Regions from separate parts of the Mus musculus genome. Here region 2 is linked to region 1. The links are chromatin contacts, called in public HiChIP or PLAC-seq maps. All regions are on one chromosome and are shown on one strand. The core of a region is the stretch at or near the end of the contact, and the rest is flanking DNA. Distances in the headings are between cores, read along the strand shown.

Evidence for each region. HiChIP or PLAC-seq counts read pairs in DNA pulled down with a chosen protein or histone mark.
Region 2: a contact with region 1 is called in an H3K27ac HiChIP or PLAC-seq map of microglia, with 5 times the contacts expected there. The contact joins two enhancer-like sites.

What each region holds. Positions count from the first base shown.
Region 1 is chr16:84,579,955-84,584,985 of GRCm38.p6, reverse strand. No RefSeq gene overlaps it. Among named protein-coding and RNA genes, the nearest start is that of Gm32073, 24 kb to the right of the region's middle. Within about 2 kb of position 1,430, at least 134 of the 459 cell types and tissues checked have an H3K27ac peak or open chromatin away from gene starts, as enhancers often do. A contact at or near this core is called in microglia, where this site is marked.
Region 2 is chr16:84,998,921-85,003,486 of GRCm38.p6, reverse strand. All of the region lies in intron 13 of App (amyloid beta (A4) precursor protein), which reads left to right. Among named protein-coding and RNA genes, the nearest start is that of Gm10791, 29 kb to the right of the region's middle. Within about 2 kb of position 2,941, at least 29 of the 459 cell types and tissues checked have an H3K27ac peak or open chromatin away from gene starts, as enhancers often do. A contact at or near this core is called in microglia, where this site is marked.

The DNA.
Region 1 (5,031 bases), core at 181-2,680:
ATCCTCTATATACATTCTTTGAGCTCAACTGATGAAAATTCAGATTCCTTGAGAGAAACGTCAGTGTCGTCGTAATTCTGAAATCTCAGCATCTGAAGCATCTGAAGATGCTCACGTGGGCCTTGCAGCTCAGTTTTTTTACAAAAGAAATAGCCTCAATTTAGGTTTTTCATCCCTTGGAAGAGTACAGAAAATTCAATATTGATTCTTGCCCCGGGGTTTCTTGGTCACTCACCGAGGACATAAAAATCATTTTCAGGAGAAGTAGTGTAACACAGGCTATCTATCTTTACTTAAAATCTTATTTGATAGAAAATGTAACAGGCTTAGAAGATTTCCACTTTTAGTTAGTGCTTTCATGGGATAAAACTCTGATCCGTGCTGTGTAAAGTGAACCATATAGGAGGGCAAGTTCTGTTTGGCAGCAGATTTTCTAATCTAAACAATATTATATAGGTTTGCAGTTGCTTTGGTCCCCTGGGGAGCTTCACTACTGGATACTCTCTCCACACCGGGGTTAAGATTAGCATCCTGTAGAGATGCTGAGGATACATTCTAGCATCAACATTTTCAGTGACTCAACAGAATAGCTCCGGTTACATTCAGAATGTGAGTGAGCGGTGCTGTTTTTCTAAGTGTCCACAGATGTATTTGACACTGTTCTTTGGATGCAAAGCCTTTGAGGCACATGGAGGACTTCATAATTAAGAAAGACCTGCTAAAGAGGCTTGTGATAGAAGCACACGGGTATGAAGCACGTAAACAGGACTTCTTGATGGCCCCAGTGGCAGCTGAGACATTGTTTTTTTTTTTTTTTTTAAACAAAACAAAAACATTTTCAGAGTATACTGGAGCAGTTGATGTCTCTCAGCCATCTGGATCTCTGTGGGTAGTCACTGCATCGACACCATGTGACAAAGTGTCAGGGACAGGAAGCTGTGGTTTACTTCATTGTTTTCTGGTAAGAAAGTCTCAGAAGTCAGTAACTGCTTGAAAGTGTCTTTAAGTTGGAGATCCCACACAGACTATAATGAGAGGATCCAGGTATAAACGTGCCTGTGTGTGCGTGCGTGTGTGCTGTGTGCGTGCATGCGTGTGTGTGCGTGTATGCGTGTGTGTGTGTGTGTGTGTGTGTGTGTGTGCGCGCGCGTGTGCGTGTGCGTGTGCGTGTGCGTGTGTGTGTGTGTGTGTGGTGTGAGCGCGCACACACACCACACACAGAGTCTAGGAAGCATCCCAGGAATATCTGTAGGCCTACTTTTGTTTTTAGGGTTGATGAATCACAAAGTAGAACTAAGACTGTGAGCAATAAGAGTATTTCAAGCAGATGGAGATTTCGAAAGGTTAGGGTTTTTTTGTCTTTCCGTTTCCTTGCTGAATCAGACACATGACGTATTCAGTGAGGGAGATCACATGACCACAAGCCTCTGCCTGTGTCCGATCTGAGTGCTGCAGTTGGTTAGTCACTGAGGATTTCACAGCTCGAGTCCGAGGTGTCTAGGCTTTCAGAAACTCTAGAAAATTCCAGGGAAACAGAATTCTAACCTGTTTACTCTAGAGCGCCTCTCACAGGTGTCAGTTTGAATGACTGTATGGTAACCAAAATCATTGCTACATTTGAGCTAGAACTCTGTGACTGCAGGCCATCCCACAGACTAGTATTTAAAGTCAGAAGGACATAGTTCAAAGTGTGGTCACCAGCGTAAATTTGGACCTTGACACTGTCTGAATGTGGGTATCAATTTCCTAGGCCAACATAACTCTTTCTTCAAATTATTATTTTAAAAATTAATTGAGGAGCTAAATATAAAATTACTTGATGTAGATTTAAGATTCCATCAAGGTCATACTTCTAGTATCCCCACACATAATAAAACCTTTGGAGGCTAAAGAATCCTACATGAAATGAAGTGGTATGTATATTCATCTCAATTATGTAGTCCTCATATACTGGAAGTTATCTGTCAACTACTCATCCAATCTATTGTTTAGGAATTAACAACAAAATTTCTCTACATATTCAGTGGAAGTGTAATTAAGAAATGTCTTTGGGCTAAAAAGATGGCTTAGCAGTTGAAAGGACTGCTTTCTTACAGAGGACCTAGGCTCTATTCTCAGCACCCACAGGGCAGCTCACACTTATTTATAATTCCACTTCCAGAGGATCCCATGTCCTCTTCTGACCTACATGGGCAGCAGACATGCCAGTAGTTCACAGACATACATGCAGGCAAAATACCAATACATGTGAAATGAAATAATTATATATAATACAATATAATTAAAGTTTATAAAAATGTTTAATCTTTGGTTGACTATGTAGACAGAATCCTAGATATATTTAGAAAGTCCATTTTTCTACTACTTCAAAACCAACATAGAGATAAATTTGGGTTCATATTAATTTTTCCAGGTGTGTGTGCATGTTTGTGTGTGTGTATATGTGGGCGTGTTGTTGTGTGTGTTTGTGTGTATATGTGTGTTAGTGTGTGTATGTATGTGTTGTGTATGTTTATGTGTGTGTTTGTGTGTGTGTGTGTTTTTTCTTTTTCCAGTTTCTGAGATGCTCTGTAGAAATACAGAAGCTGTATTTGGCTGGGACCAGCAGCAGCCTAGCCTAATATTTGCCCCACCTGATTGTTGTTACCTGGTGTTTCTAGCAATGTTTTCTAGTTTTTGGCACTTCTTTTCTTCACATAGGAGGGATAGTTGATAACATTAGTATTTGGTTTTGATAGCCTTGGTCCAGTCATAAACTTTGAAATTTAGACATGATGTTGTCACTTACATACCAGTCACCCATTTAGTCCTGTATTCATGCCCATTTATCCATACAGGCAGATCAACTTTATCAATAGTTTTTCTTTTAAAAATAACTTTTTAAAGTTTTTAAGTTATTTTATTGTAAGTAGATCATTTCCTCCCTCTCTCTCCTCTAAGCTGACTCATATATCTCCTCTTCCTTACTCTCTTTCTAATTCATGGCCCTTAAAAAAAATTTATGGATTCTTTGTGAGTTTCACATCATGTACTCCAGTCCCCCTCATCTCTCCATCCCCTCATATGCACCTGTTGCCTTTACAACCTCTCTCATAAAATAACACACACAGACACACACACAGACACCCACACACACAGACACACACACACACACACACACACACAGACACACAGACACACAGACAGACAGACAGGCACACACACACACACACACACACACACACACACACACACACAGCATAGAAAACATCTCATTGTGGAAAGTGTAGTGTGTCCCACAGTGTATCCCTCTGTCCACACATCTTCACTTGCTCATGTTCCTTGCAATGAGTCATCGGTCTGGTTCAAGATCTCTGGCTTCCATGACACAATCAAAGTTGTATCCTTACAGGGACTCAATTATCTGCTTATCTTGTTGTTGCCCTGTGTGGAACAGCAGGATCCAAAGAGCAAGTGGCCTTTTCACTTGTCCCAACCATTTGCAGATGATACAGATTTTGGGGTGGGCCAACTCCGAACCCTGAATCTGGGCCTGGGTGATAGCTAAGGTGGTCAGCGCTGGCTCTCTCAGCACCACCAGGGTTGGTTCTCAAGCACTGCTTGTACTGGGTGGCCCAGTGCTGCCACCAGCAGGAGGCAGGGTCAGCTCTCCTGTTCTCATGCCTTCAGGCCACTTTACCTGCACCCTATCCTTCAGAGCTAGCTCCATTGTGCTGTGCAGTCGAGATGCAGAGACCCCCCTTTCCCAAGGAGCCTGGCCACTCTCTTCTCTCCCATCTTCAGGTCTGGATCACCTGTGCTTCACCACGAGGGCCAGATCCACTATTGCCCAGGCGAGGTGCAAGGCTGGCTCTCTGGAGTGCTACAGCCAGAGATGGGGCTGGGCTAGCTATCACATTCTTCTGCCCTCGGTCCAGCTCTTCTAACTACTTCAGATAGCAAGAGGAAATGGCAATACCCCCCTACCCATACCATCTCAAGGCAGACAAGTAGAGGGAGGCAGTCCTGAGCTCTCATTCTTCGGAGTCTAATCTGTACCCCCTCTAATAGGGCCAGCTATGTTGTGCTGCATGGCTTCTTTTTATATTAATTAAATTGCTATAGCAGTTTTTGAACTGCAATGCACAAGAGAACATCTGTTTTACTTTATATATGTTGGCAATAGAAATTCAAACTTTCCTGTGTGCAGAATTTCCACTGCAGTGATCATGTTAATTAATTTATTTTTTTTAAAGTAACTTCCATATCAAAACAGCAACATTGGATTTTCTTTTTTTTTGTAATTTTAAGCAACTTCATAAAAAGATCCCCTTATCCTTTTGTAGAGAAGATAATAATACATATATTTAATATTGCACACAGAAGTGCAAACAGAAAGAGAATGTTAAGCATCCTGGTTTTATTCCTCTTTTATGGTTAGATCACATGAAATCAGATTTAATCTGAGACGTACATTAAAGCTAATCCTTAACTCACTAGCTTGTTCTCTTCAGGGACCTTCTGGATCTGCTGCTCTCTCACTGTTATATCCAAGGTCTTCACATGGGCTTTGACTCCAAGCCATGGGTCTATGGTTCTGGGATTTAAAATCATTCATCAATAGGACTGGATGCACTAGCATGACTTCAGCAGAATAGTGCCGAAAAAGAGGCTCTGTGTTAACCCATGTGTTCTTCTACTAAGTTGTGTATATTTATGATATGCAATTCAAAGGTATGACATGGGTACATACTGTGGAATAGTTAAGTGGAGAGAATTGGCATGTGTATAAATTCACATACTTTTTGTTAGCACTTATGCTCATATTACTTTTGTAATGTGAGCACTTAAAATTGACCTTCTTTGCTACAGTGAAGTACCTGACACACTGGTTTTATTAACTATGGCTGTACTCACCATATCATATAACAGATGTCTTTCTATTTGTTTCTTTGTTTCTTTCTTTTTTTTTTTTTTGATTCCTTGGGATTTTTGTTTTTCTTTTTTTCTTCTTGTGGGACACAGAGTCTTACTGTGTAGCCCTAGGTAGCT
Region 2 (4,566 bases), core at 1,692-4,191, 420 kb before region 1:
CTAGCCAGTACAAGGGGTTTACTTCAATTCATATGTATGCATTCATGATGGCTGGAAAGTTCCCAAGGTAGTGGGAGCACAAGGCAGCTGGCCTCACTGCTATCCCCAGTTAGTTAGGAAGCAGTGTCAGACAATCGCTGGTGCCCACCTTGCATTGGCCTTTCCATTCCTGTGAATATTCCAGCCCTGGAAGAACTGCTCTCACCCACATGTAAGGTGAGCCTTACCATCCCAGTTAACTCAATCTAGAAACTTCCTTATAAACTTATCCAAAGTTTATCTCCTAGGTCATTCTAGGCCCTATCAAGCTGACAATACTATTCATAATTAGATTATAATGGCTCTCTATATAGATCAGTTTGGGAATTATTGCTGTTATCACATTTCCCCTATTTTCAGTGTATGTGAATGTGTTTGAGGCACAGTGGCCCACACGTGAGTACATGCATTTATACACACATGTTGGGTACACATGTGGAGGCTGGCAGCTGATGCTGACCAACTTTTCCCCTCCATTCTACTCCATTTACAGTTGTTGCTGTAGGGCTGCCCTCTCCACCCCGCTGGTACTTAGATCCTGGGAATTCAAACTCCATTCACACTTCCAGAAAGCCTTGTGCACTGAACCATCTCCCCAGACTCCTGTTATAAAGTTTTAAATAAGGATTAATTAAACAACAGGATGCTACAGCAGGCCGTGAGAGGATTCTAGCTGAGGCCCACTGTGACAAGGCAAGTTCTTAAAATTAGTGGAATTCACGCTTTTGGCTTTCACGCTATTATTTTAGTAAAATTCCAAAGGTTTGGTAGTCCTCTTGTCAAGATGTGCTGTCTCTACTACCTCAGTAGCTTCTGTCCGTTTTCACACAGTCACTTACTTTGCAGTAAGGAGCATCTCTACCAGATGGGTGAGGCTTGAGGCAGCATCTCCCACCCCAAGCTGCTGATTCTCATGAAGATGCGGGGAGTCATTTTCCCAGCTCCCCAACTCTTATGTGCTGTAGTTTGAAACAAAACCTAAAGAGAAGCCCTAGCAAAAACTGAGTAGGGTGTGAAAGCAGACCACAGCGGTGGCAAGATGGTTTCCTGGCACGAAACACTGCAACAGATGTGTCCTGATTCCTTTTCTTTTCTACAGTCTTGGGAAAAACCAATGATTTTGGACGGTAACAAGGGCTGGTTACTCTATTTTTCACAAGCAGCTGCCTTCAAGGTTCTTTTTTTAAAAGGGAAAAAAAATGTAGAGATATTTGCCACCCAGAATATGGAAATGAAGCCAAATTAATTTTGAAGTGTGCTTCCACAAGGATTAACTGGAGATGAGATGAGCTTGTTTGCATGTGAGTCAGAGTTGGGAACGAATGTAATTTGCCTCTTGCTGTTCCTCTCAGAAACAAATTCTGCAATGTAGTCACTGAGGAAGCCTCATTATTCTTTATTAATAGCTCTTAGGTAGTGTGTCTTGTGCAGACACTGTTAGCTAGGAAATCATAAACAGGGAGGGTGTGTCAACAGGGCTGGAGGGATGGCTCAGCACATAATGCTCTTAGAGAGGTCCCAGGAGAGGTTCCCAGCACCCATGTTGGACTGCTTACAGCTTCTGTAACACCAGCTCCAGGCGATCTAATGCCCTCTTCTGGCCATCACAGCCATGCACACACAAGAACACACGTGAGTGCACTCACACACACACACACACACACACACACACACACATACACACACACAAGACTTAATATTCTTAATTCATGGGTCAACCTGTTGTGTTTTATGAGAGAGAGAGAAAGAGAGAGAGAGAGAGAGAGAGAGAGAGAGAGAGAGAGAAAGAGAGAGAGAGAGAGAGTTTGGTGGAGGCACAGTATGGTGTCTGTGGAAGGGGGTGGCTCTGTGGGCCCATGCTGAGGCATCCCTTCCCCCTGAGGTACCAGCCACAGAAAGGTATAGTATAGAATAACTTTATGTGCCTCAGTACAGGGGAACGCCAGGGCCAAGAAATGGGAGGGGGGAGGGTATGGGGGACTTTTGGGATAGCATTGGAAATGTAAATGAAGAAAATACCTAATTAAAAAAAAAGAATAGAGTTTATTTAGGGCATGGGGAGGGGAGTTGAGACAGAGAAAGGCAGAGAAATGGGGGAGGGAGGAGAGGGGAGGGGAGGGGAGCGGAGGGGAGGGGAGTGGAGGGAAGGCAGGCCATGAGCACATGGAGAGGTGGGGGGAGAGGGGCAAGAGGAATGGGGAGAGAGGGGTAAGAGGGTAAGGGAACAAGAGCAAGAGGAGAAGAGAAGAAAGTGAGGAGGGGACAAGCAGTCCCTTTCATAGTGAATCAGGCACACATGGCCATTACCAGGGAACTGTGGGGTGGGGCCTAGACGAAATGCCAACACAACCAATTAACCTATTCTATTATGAGCGCTGTCCAGAGAAACAGTATTTTGATATGTGTCAAGACACTATTCATTCAGGGTATGTTAGTATACACCAAAAACCTTATCACTTGGGAGACTGAAAGAGGAGCAACTTGAGTTCATGGCTGGCCTTGACTCTACCAGGAAATCCTATCTCCAAAAGACAAGGGATTAAAAACAAGCAAACAAATAAACAAGTAGTATTTGCAATGCCTTTGTTAGTGGGTAGAGTCCAGTTCATTTCAGCCACTGCTGATAGATGATGTATTAGCAAAGACAAAGAATTTACTAGCCATTTGGTGCACTGAACTCGTTGTTGCTGACTGGCATTTGTTCATAAAGGTGTTAGCTACATCTTTTGCTTGAAAAAAAGCACCTGGCCTCTATGAAATTACCCTATCTCTGCCTTTGCTTTTGGTCTGTGTAGCATTTAGATGTGTCTTCCCGTCCTGAGACAAGGCTGTGTCCCTAAGTCTGCAATGTCCCCTATTACACTGAACTCTGTACGGCTGCGTAAGTAGGCCAGTTGTGAAACCAGACACATCTTTGGCCTAAACAAGGGAAGCAAGCTGGGTAGAATTTCATTCTGGTACAAACACTAGCCTGAGCCCTTCTAGCCCTGGCACACCAGCTGTGTCTCCTCTTTCCGAGGTTGTAACCATAAGCGGAAGTTTTGCAGGTGCCTGGGTTCCTCTTGCAGCCTTGCCTCATTAAGAAGGAGCTTCCAAGTACAGTAGTGCAAAGTTAAGAGTGTAAACGAGAGTGTAGCACGTTGATAGGATCATGCTTACTTGCATTCTATAATGTTTTTATTTAGGAAACAGTGAAAGCAAACCAAGTTTCACATTCTGAAATAGTGGGTGTGGAGGCCTCTTTGTTTGGTTTGTTTTTTTAATGTGTGTGACTGTTTGCCTATGTGTGTGTGTGTGTGTGTGTCTATCACATGTATGCCTGATGCCTGAGGAGGCCAGAAGAGTGCCGAATCCTTTGGAACTGAGGTGATGGAGGGTTGTGAACTGCCAAATGTATGTTGAGAACTGAGCTCTGGTCCTCTTCAAGATCACTGAGTACTCAGGACCACCGAAGCTTCTCTCGGGCCCCATACATGTTTCCTAATGAAAGTCTGTGATTTAAAATTCAAAGTTAATTGTTAGCTTTAAATATAGCAACCTTCATTTCATAATTACTGAGTCTTAGGAAGCAACTGAGAGTTCTCAGATGATAGCCAATATCTTCTCTATAAAGGAAGGTTGCTACACATACTTGTCCTGTGATATAGGCATCCTGTGGCATGAAAATGAATCATTGTGTCATCTTTCTTTGTTACAATAAAACTTCCCTAGGAACTCTAGCCAAATGAAGTGCTTATTGCTAGAAGTTGTCAAAGATACCAATAAACAGTTCTCCAGAGTTTCTATTTGTGAAATGTAGTAGTTGCTAGTATAGTTTTAAGTGTAGTTTTCTAATAGTAAATATCTGTTGCCTAATACAAAGAAAGTTTAGTGTTGCCACTGAGGTAGATGAGTGACAGTTTTCAGACATTATTATTATCTGAAAATAATCTTTGATGATTTAGGTATATACATTTTACATTATATATATGCATATATATATACACACATGTATATAATGCATATGTATATATACATATATATGCACATATATACACATTATTATACTTTTATATGACTTTCAAAAAATAAGATGTAGGAAGGCTGGGTGTGACTTACTTACTTACATAGGAGAGTGCTTCATAGCCTGTATGAAGCCTAGGTTTCCTCCTCCCACATTGCACAAAACGTGGTATGATGGTGTAATACCTGCAATCTCAGCACACAGGTGATGAAGACAGACAAATCTAAGACCTTGGCTACTTAGTACAGCTAGGCATGAAACACTGTCTTTAAAAAAAATGTCTATCCATGTACATACACCGCTATCATTTGCCACTGTGAGTAACAAGAAGATCCAAGAACTAAGCAAGGATATTCAGCATCAGTGAATTGTTTGTTAAATACCTACAATACTCTGGGACTGTTAAAGATTCGGGGCACAGTCTTTCTTACTCAAATAACTTAGAATAATTTAGAATTTGCTTAGAGACCGCAGATCATCAGCCAAGACAAGGCTCTGTTCTCACCGAGGCAGTTGATGAAGGC